Regions from separate parts of the Anas platyrhynchos genome. Here region 2 is linked to region 1. Evidence: chromatin contacts called from public Hi-C data. All regions are on one chromosome and are shown on one strand. The core of a region is the stretch at or near the end of the contact, and the rest is flanking DNA. Distances in the headings are between cores, read along the strand shown.

Evidence for each region. A called contact is a pair of places that touch in the nucleus more often than the background predicts.
Region 2: a contact with region 1 is called in a Hi-C map of subcutaneous adipose tissue, with 3 times the contacts expected there. The contact joins two enhancer-like sites. A contact is called at or near these places in 4 of 8 Hi-C or Micro-C datasets (F1 follicle, liver, skeletal muscle and 1 more).

What each region holds. Positions count from the first base shown.
Region 1 is chr8:37,479,952-37,484,767 of IASCAAS_PekinDuck_T2T, reverse strand. LOC106018117 (a long non-coding RNA gene) reads right to left here. Exons shown (of 6, transcript XR_011811041.1): 4 at 2,407-3,939. Among named protein-coding and RNA genes, the nearest start is that of CACHD1, 36 kb to the left of the region's middle. Within about 2 kb of position 1,402, at least 1 of the 8 cell types and tissues checked has an H3K27ac peak or open chromatin away from gene starts, as enhancers often do.
Region 2 is chr8:37,653,472-37,657,859 of IASCAAS_PekinDuck_T2T, reverse strand. RAVER2 (ribonucleoprotein, PTB binding 2) reads right to left here. Exons shown (of 14, transcript XM_027463790.3): 10 at 2,451-2,562; 11 at 1,931-2,076. Among named protein-coding and RNA genes, the nearest start is that of RAVER2, 31 kb to the right of the region's middle. Within about 2 kb of position 1,314, at least 2 of the 8 cell types and tissues checked have an H3K27ac peak or open chromatin away from gene starts, as enhancers often do.

The DNA of each region.
Region 1 (4,816 bases), core at 153-2,652:
TGACCTATTTTTCTGCCTGTCCTTAACATGAAATGTCATTGTGATACAGCTGCACAGAGCAAGTAATATCTTCTGTATGTAAGCCTGCAGCTATTCACAGGATTATTTAGGGAATGCTATTCAGAGCGAGGATAGCACAGCGCTGGAAAGCACAGCAGCCAGGAGACAAAGCACCTTCAGCTCTGTGTGTGTCTCTTCCCAGCACTGTGATCTCTATCACAGCCTGACGACAGCACACCATCTTTGCTATATTTCTGTGTTAATTTGCAGACGTGCATTTGGTGCTGTGCAACAACAGGGCCAGAAACCCCTGCAGAAATAAGACGGATCCCTGGTGTGCCCTTCGTTGTGGTGGCCAGGAGAATCACAGAATCACAGAATTTCTAGGTTGGAAGAGACCTCAAGATCATCAAGTCCAACCTCTAACCTAACACTAACAGTCCCCACTAAACCATATCCCTAAGCTCTACATCTAAACGTCTTTTAAAGACCTCCAGGGATGGTGACTCCACCACTTCCCTGGGCAGCCCGTTCCAGTGCCTAACAACCCTTTTGGTAAAGAAGTTCTTCCTAACATCCAACCTAAAACTCCCCTGGCGCAACTTTTGCCCATTCCCCCTCGTCCTGTCACCAGGCACGTGGGAGAACAGGCCAACCTCCACCTCACTACAGCCTCCTTTATGGTACCTGTAGAGAGCAATAAGGTCGCCCCTGAGCCTCCTCTCCAGGCTGAACAAGCCCAGCTCCTTCAGCCACTCCTCGTAGGACTTGTTCTCCAGGCCCCTCACCAGCTTCGTCGCCCTTCTCTGAACTCTCTCGAGCACCTCCATGTCCTTCTTGTAGCGAGGGGCCCAAAACTGAACACAGTACTCGAGGTGCGGCCTCACCAGAGCCGAGTACAGGGGGACGATCACCTCCCTAGCCCTGCTGGTCACACTGCTTCTGATACAAGCCAGGATGCTGTCGGCCTTCTTGGCCACCTGAGCACACTGCTGGCTCACATTCAGCCGACTGTCCACCATCACTCCCAGGTCCTTCTCTGCCTGGCAGCTCTCCAACCACTCATCTCCCAGCCTGTAGCTCTGCTTGGGGTTATTGCGCCCCATGTGCAGGACCCGGCACTTGGCCTTGTTGAACTTCATGCAGTTAAACAAGAAGTGTGTGTGTCCCTCAGAGGTGCTTCACAGTGCTCACCAGCACTGTGCCCTGCTCCCAGTCGTTCAGGCACGGTGCTTTCTGAGGGCTGTGTGACACCGGGACATTTATGGCTTCTAGGGGATGGCACCAAGGCACCCTAACTTCTACCAGCGCCCTGCAGGCGAGGACGGAAGCTGGGAGCTCCTGGAGAAAGCAGAGTGCACACAGCAAAACGACACTGATGCACATGGAGCCGACTCCTTTGGCACTGTGTTTTGAAGGGATTTAACCCTCTGTGTTAAGCCGCTTTGTCTCCCCACGAAAGGCCGGGGAGCGCCGAGGCCCTGAGGCCGGCCTAGGCCCGGCGCGGCGCTGCGGTGCCACCCAGCGGAGCGGGGCCGCAGCGGCGGGGCCGGGACCGCCCGGGATCCACCGGTACCCCGAAACAGATCCCCGGGGATCTGTGGATCAATTAGTTTTACTTCGTGCGTGTGATAAACGGCGAGCGAACAGCCTCTGCTCCCTCAGGGGAACCGCCGCCTCAGCTCGCAGCAGACGCGCGCAGGTTGCAGAGGCAAAGGTCACAGATAAGAGCCCATAAAGAAGTGTGAAATTTAAAGGGCTGCAGTTCAGCGTCCCATTACCCTGCAGGCAGGAAAGTCTGGAGCTGGATTTTCATCAGAAAAGCTGTGAGGCATTTGTAGCTGCAGATAATTCTCCACACATGGTCAATGGGATTAAGTGATATCACCCGCATCCACAGGCTGCAGTACAAGCTACAGCTTCAGTCAGATACAGCTTGAATTCCCAGCTGTGAACAGTTTCTAGAAAGGCACCAAATATACAACTTTGTGCCCTTCCATGCCTTCAGACGCCTGTATGACAGAGCTAATGCCTATCCAGACCCATTGCATGTTCAGTGCCTGCTATCGTGAATCCCATTTTTAGGTCAAGAATGATTATTTTTCCAGATGTACAGGTATAGGTCTCTACGGGATGCAGCTTTGTCCCTTGTATTACCAAACCTTGTTACCTTGTTTAGTTATTTTCCTTGCTCAGACTAAGCAGATATCACAAATCAGAGCCTGTGATGCATACAAGGTATCATAATGCCTCATATTGCAAGGCCAGTGGGAGAATTTTCTTAGAAAAGTGAGTTTATTGATAAGCTCCAAGGGTTCTGCTTAGCTAGAGAAATGCCACAATCTTTTCAGAGCATGAAAAGCATGCTGTGAACATTCGAGCACAACAAAGAAACAAACTCTGTACCTTTACTGCCCTCTCAGACAGGGGAGGTCAAATGAGAAAGAAGTCTTAGGAAGGTGAAATGACTTGATCATGGTCACATCATAGCAGCACAGCTGTGGAGAGATGACAGGTTATCTATTCTTCAGTCCTGTGCTCTCTTCTTAAATACTGCAGTGCCTACAGGCATGGCTGTATATAGGTATAATACAGTTTTCAATGTTCTTTCAACACCATCCTCGTGGTCATAAAAATCCCAAGCTTCCTGTTACTGAGAAGAAATGTCATGTGTGTTACACACACACAGCCCTGGCCGTGGAATGGGGTGGTTTTGTGATAGCTGCCCTGCTTGCCTGCTGTGTCAGCTTGGGAACAGGTTTCAGAGGTCTGACATTCATATCTTTTTATCTCTAGGTATTCTGCGAAATATTTTTGAAGTTTAATTACACAACCAAAATTTCTAATGGATTCCTACACCATAGTACTCTGGTCTGTCATCATTATGCTCCAGTCCTAAGGTTTATTTTTTCCCTGGGACAAAGTGTACAAGTATTAAAACACACACCTCTCAATAGGCAGTGTACAGACATGTGAAGAAGCCAGTGCCTTGAAGACTGTAAAAACATTTCTTTTGTAATCTCTGAGATCTTCTGTGAATGTGATCCTGTGAACTTTGTAACCGCATGGCTTTGTAAACGCAAGGCTCTGGCTTACTTAATGAGTGTACCAGGCTGCCTCTTGAAACCTGAGCCTGGATCCAAGCTGTAGGAATCTCTACTGTCCTGTCTACCTACATGTCATTTGCCCTTTCTATAGGTCTAAACACAGCTGCGTTGATTACTTAGTGATGGCTACAGCTGATAAGCCCAGAAGAGATAAGAGATGAGTACAGTTCTTTCAGAAAAACAATAGGCCACAGTCACACATGTCATATACAGTACAAAGACCAACAGAACACAAGATATAATTTAACGCTGGAGTGCAAAAATAACATTATTGGTTTTTCAGTTCTGAATACAAACATAGTCTGATTCTGAAACAAGCAACGGCAGATATTTTGTTCTGTGCATTCAGTACTAGATGTTTCTTCACAGGATTGCCTACATCTTGTCACTGCTGTAGTACCAGCAGAGGTTACAATACCTAAAGACACCAAGTTATTTAGGTGATAAGATTCAAAAAATTACAGCAACAAACCACAAAGGACTAGGGGAGGGCATAAATCCTGATAAAATGCCAGGCCTGCATGCGCAGAACAGATCTTTGTTCCATTCCTGCTCAATCTCTAACCAAAGCACCATGCTGGAAAACAAATAAACAAGCAGTGAACTGAAGATTTGTCTGGTAGGAATTGTAAAAAAAAATAATTCTGAGATATTTAAATAATAAAGGACTTATCTGTACATGCAGCCTCTCTGATTTAATCACTTAATCTTTTGTTAGACAGAGAGTTAGTCCAAGCTACTAGATTATCCTGTTCCTTCTCCCATCGTTCTTCTTGCTTGTCATGACCATCTTCATCAGCTGTTTGTCTTTCTGACAGGAGGTGAGGCACATCTATGGTTTGAAACAAGAAAGATTAATAATGACTGAAGGAAATGAAGGGCAGCAGGATGAGTAGAAAGGATGCTTCTAAAGCAAGCCAAAACATATTTTTTATTTTAAATGCAGACCCGGATTTGTCATAATACATGAAATGCATCTGCTGGAAATACACAGGGAACAAGCAGATTCACATGCACTATAAATAGAGAAGTATTTGTATAACAAGTTGCAGAATAATGTAATAAACTACATTTTTTCATCTGTCTGACAGTTCTGAAATCTGACCACTAATCCATTTAAACTCAAACTTCATTTGTTCTTCCGAACTATTTTGGACAACTACTTTTCAACCTGTCAAAAATAAAGTTTCTTTCTATCTGAGGCTCTGACTATGACAATGTTCTGCTCTGAATGAGTGAAATATCCTTTCTACTGCTCCCAGCATTATCAATATTAACGATTCTGTCAGCAGGATTCCTATTTGCTCTTTTATGGCTCTAGGACTCTGCTGTGTTAACAGTATTATAATTTGTTTTTGTCAGTTAAGTAAGCCCATATGCCTCTAATACAAACAAGGAACAGATTTATTGAGAAAATGGTGCTATTTTTAAACATTTTTCTGACTAATTTGCAGCCAGTTAGTGATGTCATCTTCTTTGAATGCTAAAAAATCACAATGCTCCAAACCACTAAACTCTTGCTTTGTATACTATTCTGAAAAATAAAAAAGGAGCTCAGCAAACGTATTTTTCACACGCAAAACATGTGGTAAAATGCTTCAGGTTGCGAAGAATGGCCTACATTCCCGTAAAGTACATGTAAGGATTTTCCTTCTGAGGTACTGACAAAAACATCGGTTTCAATGTGTCACCTATTTTCTTTCCAAGCC
Region 2 (4,388 bases), core at 65-2,564, 170 kb before region 1:
AATTAAAACAATTTTTATATGACCTCAAGGGACATAAGAATAAATTAAAAGCAAAGCTCTCAAAGAAGCTTAAAAACAGGGTTAATATCAACAATAAAACTCAAACCAAATATTTAAAACTGCATTAAGTGCGTAAAAGATACCCAAGTCCTTGGTCATTGCTGTGACACGGGAGGAACAGGCAGCACAAATGGAGGTGAGTGATGGCAAGAGGCATCTCTGCACCGCAGTGACACCACTGGAGCTCTTCATGCCTCCAATACTAAAGGTGATGTTAAATACTCTAACATTGCAATACTACTAACTTTTTTTTGACAGCACACTTCAAGGATTCGGGGATGCAAACTACCTCCAGGAAGCACCAAAATGAACTTAAAGCCAACAATCAGACAACAAAAATATTCGAGATGACGTCAGTGCTTGCATGATACACACGACAACCACCCGCGGGTCACCTCTGCTGCTCCTCCGACCCACACTTGTCACCAGACCCGATCTCAGTGGGAGCCTGGCCCACACCCAAGGTCCCCACGGCAGCCAACGCCACGCAGTGACCCCGTCCCTGCCAGCCCTCCTGGCTGAGGGGACACCCTCCTAACACAGAGCAACCCCGTGCCCACCTGCACGCCTGCTCTCTGTCCTCCAGACCCCACCGAGCCTCACAGCAGCCCTGCTCTACCCCCAGAAGTCCTGGGGCAAGGCAGGGTTCCTCACCACCAGCCCAGGAGGGCAAAGGGGAGCACAGCGTGTTTCTGTCTGCCTGCTGTAGGATGAGAGATCAGGAGACCCTGGGGAAGAGGGAACACTGGGACAGGGCAGGAGGAGAGCTAAACACGGTCAGGATGGGTGTCTCAGAGCACACCCACGAATTTTTACTACAGTGCAGTTCTCATATTTGTTTTGTGTACAACTGCATTTCTACACTGACTGCTGATGGCTAACAGAAGTACAGAAATGTTTCACAAAGCGTCCCAATGTCTGTGAAAACCTTCTGGAGGATCTTGAGGAGACTCAGGGGGATCTTCCTGTGACCACCAGCACCTGACGGAGGTGCAGGGAGGATGGGGCCGGGCTTTGCTCCGTGGTGCCAGGACAGGAGGCCCTGGGCATGGCCTGGGAGGTGCTGGGGGTCCTCGCAGGGAGCTCTGGGCTGCCTGCACCTGGGCCCTCACCCTGCTCAGGGGGTCCCTGCTGTGATTCTGCATTGCTTTCTGTATTACCACAATTCTCCGGACCAGGGGCAGCCCATCACCTTCATGGCCGCGCTCTGACCAGCAAACGGTACACACGGTGAAGAAATCCCAGGCAGTGAATCCAGCTGGCAGAGGCTGTACAAATTCCCAAAGCTACACAGGAACTTCTGGTACACAGAACACACTCTTCTCTGGGATCTAGCCAAAGCTCAAGAAAACTTTAAAACTGTCTTGGGAAGGGAAAGAGAAAAACTTCGTGGTTTTGAAGAGAGACAAAAGCCAAGCTGGAATGTACAAGAGAATCATTATTTCAGCTGACTGAACTGAATTCAGGTTCAGAGGAAGCAATCTTCCAATAGTTATGACCCCACAGCAGGGAACGCACCAGGGTTTTTTGTCAGTGACATCAGGTAAACTTCGTGCTACATCTGTTCTGTACCACTGAAAGAGATGAGCTACCAGCATAGAGGACTTTCAAGGTTCAATCTGAAGAAAAGGGTGGGCTTTGGTTGTAGCAAAGCCTAGGACTCCTTACAAGCGGTTCATGATGTTGGGCAATGCTATTCAACTGCATGCAGGGCTATCAGCCCACGCGTACCAACAGGTGCATCACAGGTATAGAGGGAAAACAAGGAGCAACTCAGGCAGGGATCTCCGAGCAGCCTGCCAACAACCCTGCTACCAGAGCTCTGAGTGGCAAACCAGTCTTCAAAACAAAGTGCTGCAAAACGACGTACCTGTGTGTACTCTCCATGCTGCTGGGAGTAATTAAAATAACCTTCCATCCCATGTTGTGATGTAGCTCCCTGAGAAACAGCAGCATCCACGATGTTGTTCGGAAGTCCTGTCTGCTGTGGTGGACTGGAGGCTTTGCTGGCAATTGCTGTTTGTAACATAATGAATACACACGGTTCAGTTAAATTCCATAAATTAGGATGCACTAATGTAATAGCAATATCCTGGGATGACAACAGAAGTTTGCTAATTCAGATTAGGCTGTGCTTAAAACAGTGCTACAAATAACTGAAAGGATTTCTGTAAGTCTATCTACATCAAGCTAGCCCATCAGCTCTGAAAATCTACCCTTCTCACATAAAATAGTAGCCATGAGGATACTACATTGTGATTTTAAGACAGAATTCAATATTTGCTTTGAGATAAATGCTGTGGTCACTGGAATTACCTGCTGAACAGAAGAATGATTTGTACATTTGGATTGAGGAAATTTTCAGCTAAAAGTGATGAATGTTTGCTTACCTGGAAGACATATACCAGGCAACACACTTGCCAAATTCAAGTAGGGGTTGGTACTAAGACGTATTTCTTTTGGCGGTTCTCCTAGTAGTGAAGTCTGTTTTTTCAAAGGAGTCTGTGAAATAATTGGACAGATCAGTGTGCATTATGTTCATACAACATTTGTGGAAATCAGATAAGTATCTCTGCATGATTTTGAAAAAAGTCTAGCCCTATGAAATATAACAGGACAAACTTTTAAAATAAATACTGGGGACAACTATCTAGACATGTTGCCTACACTTTCTTTGACAAATGATTTTGTAGGAATGTTTCTCTTTAAACTGTAAGTTACTGAAGGATATTAAACAACAACAAGAAAACCTTTTACATTCAATAACCACCATAATGCCTCCAGATGCAGGTAGTCAGCATTTTGTACATGGCCAGGACAAAAACAACTCTAGTCCCCCAGCAAATGAAGGGACAAACGAACCCTGGCCTGGAGAGATGACACCGTCTGTGATCTGCCATTATAACACATCTTACCAATCACTCTATTTATAAACCCTTACTTAAAAGAGGAAAATGTTTATGAGTGGAAATGAAGCATCAGAACTGACTCACTTCTCCAAACCACCAGAGTGTTTTCCTATGAGGGACTAGGAAGGGTACACTACCCGCTTATGTCCCCTTGACAGGGAAGAGCTCTCTGTGGAAGAGAAGAAAATCTGTAGCTATAGACAGAGTGTAATGGGAGAGAAAAGCAAAGCTCATTCCAAGGGAAAAATCATTGCCAACAGCTGCTGGTTTCAATAACCGAGTGGCTGGGTAAGACAAAACATTACATTACGCGTATGAGCAAGAGATTTATGCACAGCATTAGAAAAAACACCAGAAATACAGAGGAAATAAGTAGCTATGGCAAGTTACATAGCTTGTCTGAAATAACAGAGCTCAAAGATGTTTACAAAGCATTCTACTCGACGTTTAGTCTGCTCGTTTTTTCTAAGTCCATTAAAGAAAAACTCCATTACTTTAATGGATTAATGCTATTTGCAGTAAAATAGCATTAAATCATCAACTTTTCAAAAACTGTGAGCGTGGTTTTTGAAGACAAAAAACTTCAGAGTGCTGAAATCCTTTCTCTCGATGCAAAAAAAGGCATTTGAGATAGTACGACAGTACGACTGTTCAGTATCAGGACAGGGCTTGTGGACGTCTTGCAAAGGAAGTGATTTTTGCTAATTGGGACATCTGTCTACTGCTGCAGAAAAGGAGACAATTAAAACATCTGCCAGGATTTCCGAGAAGAACTTTTCCTGATAAATAACATAGGTATTCATAGAAATAAACTGAGTATCTAGACTTCTAATGGTTTAATTACATTTCCTTTTAACTAAATGAAATGCAGAAATAAAACACTGATTTTATATATTTATACACAAACACAGTGTGTATTTTATTCAAGTGTATCTACCCATAGGTAAAATCCCACTTCATTACAGTGAGAATTGATTTAAGAAGCATACTTTCTAAAGTAGAATCAAAGGTGTCTAACAAACACAGACACCACTGCTGTGTATAATCTGATCACTTCAGGTGCTCCAAAAACATGTAGGGAAAACTCAGATCTGATACCAATTAATTAAGAACTTGTCAAAGTACTTCTGCATATTATTAAAAAAAAAAAAAAAAAGTAAATGCGTAGATCAAATTCTGTTAGTGACAGGGCATGCTGAAAAAATTCCAATAGACCATTTTAGTCCCACTTTAATCCCATCCCATTCCCCTCCTGCCTTCATGGGAATAAATATTAAAACTGATTTTAGACTAAGAAAATGTCAGCTATGCCTAAGTGTGTACAGATTAAAAGTGGAGAATTTACACACACACAACATGCACCATCTGGAAGCCCAAAGGCCCTATGTGCCAGCAGAATTGCTCCTGATTAGTCATGTC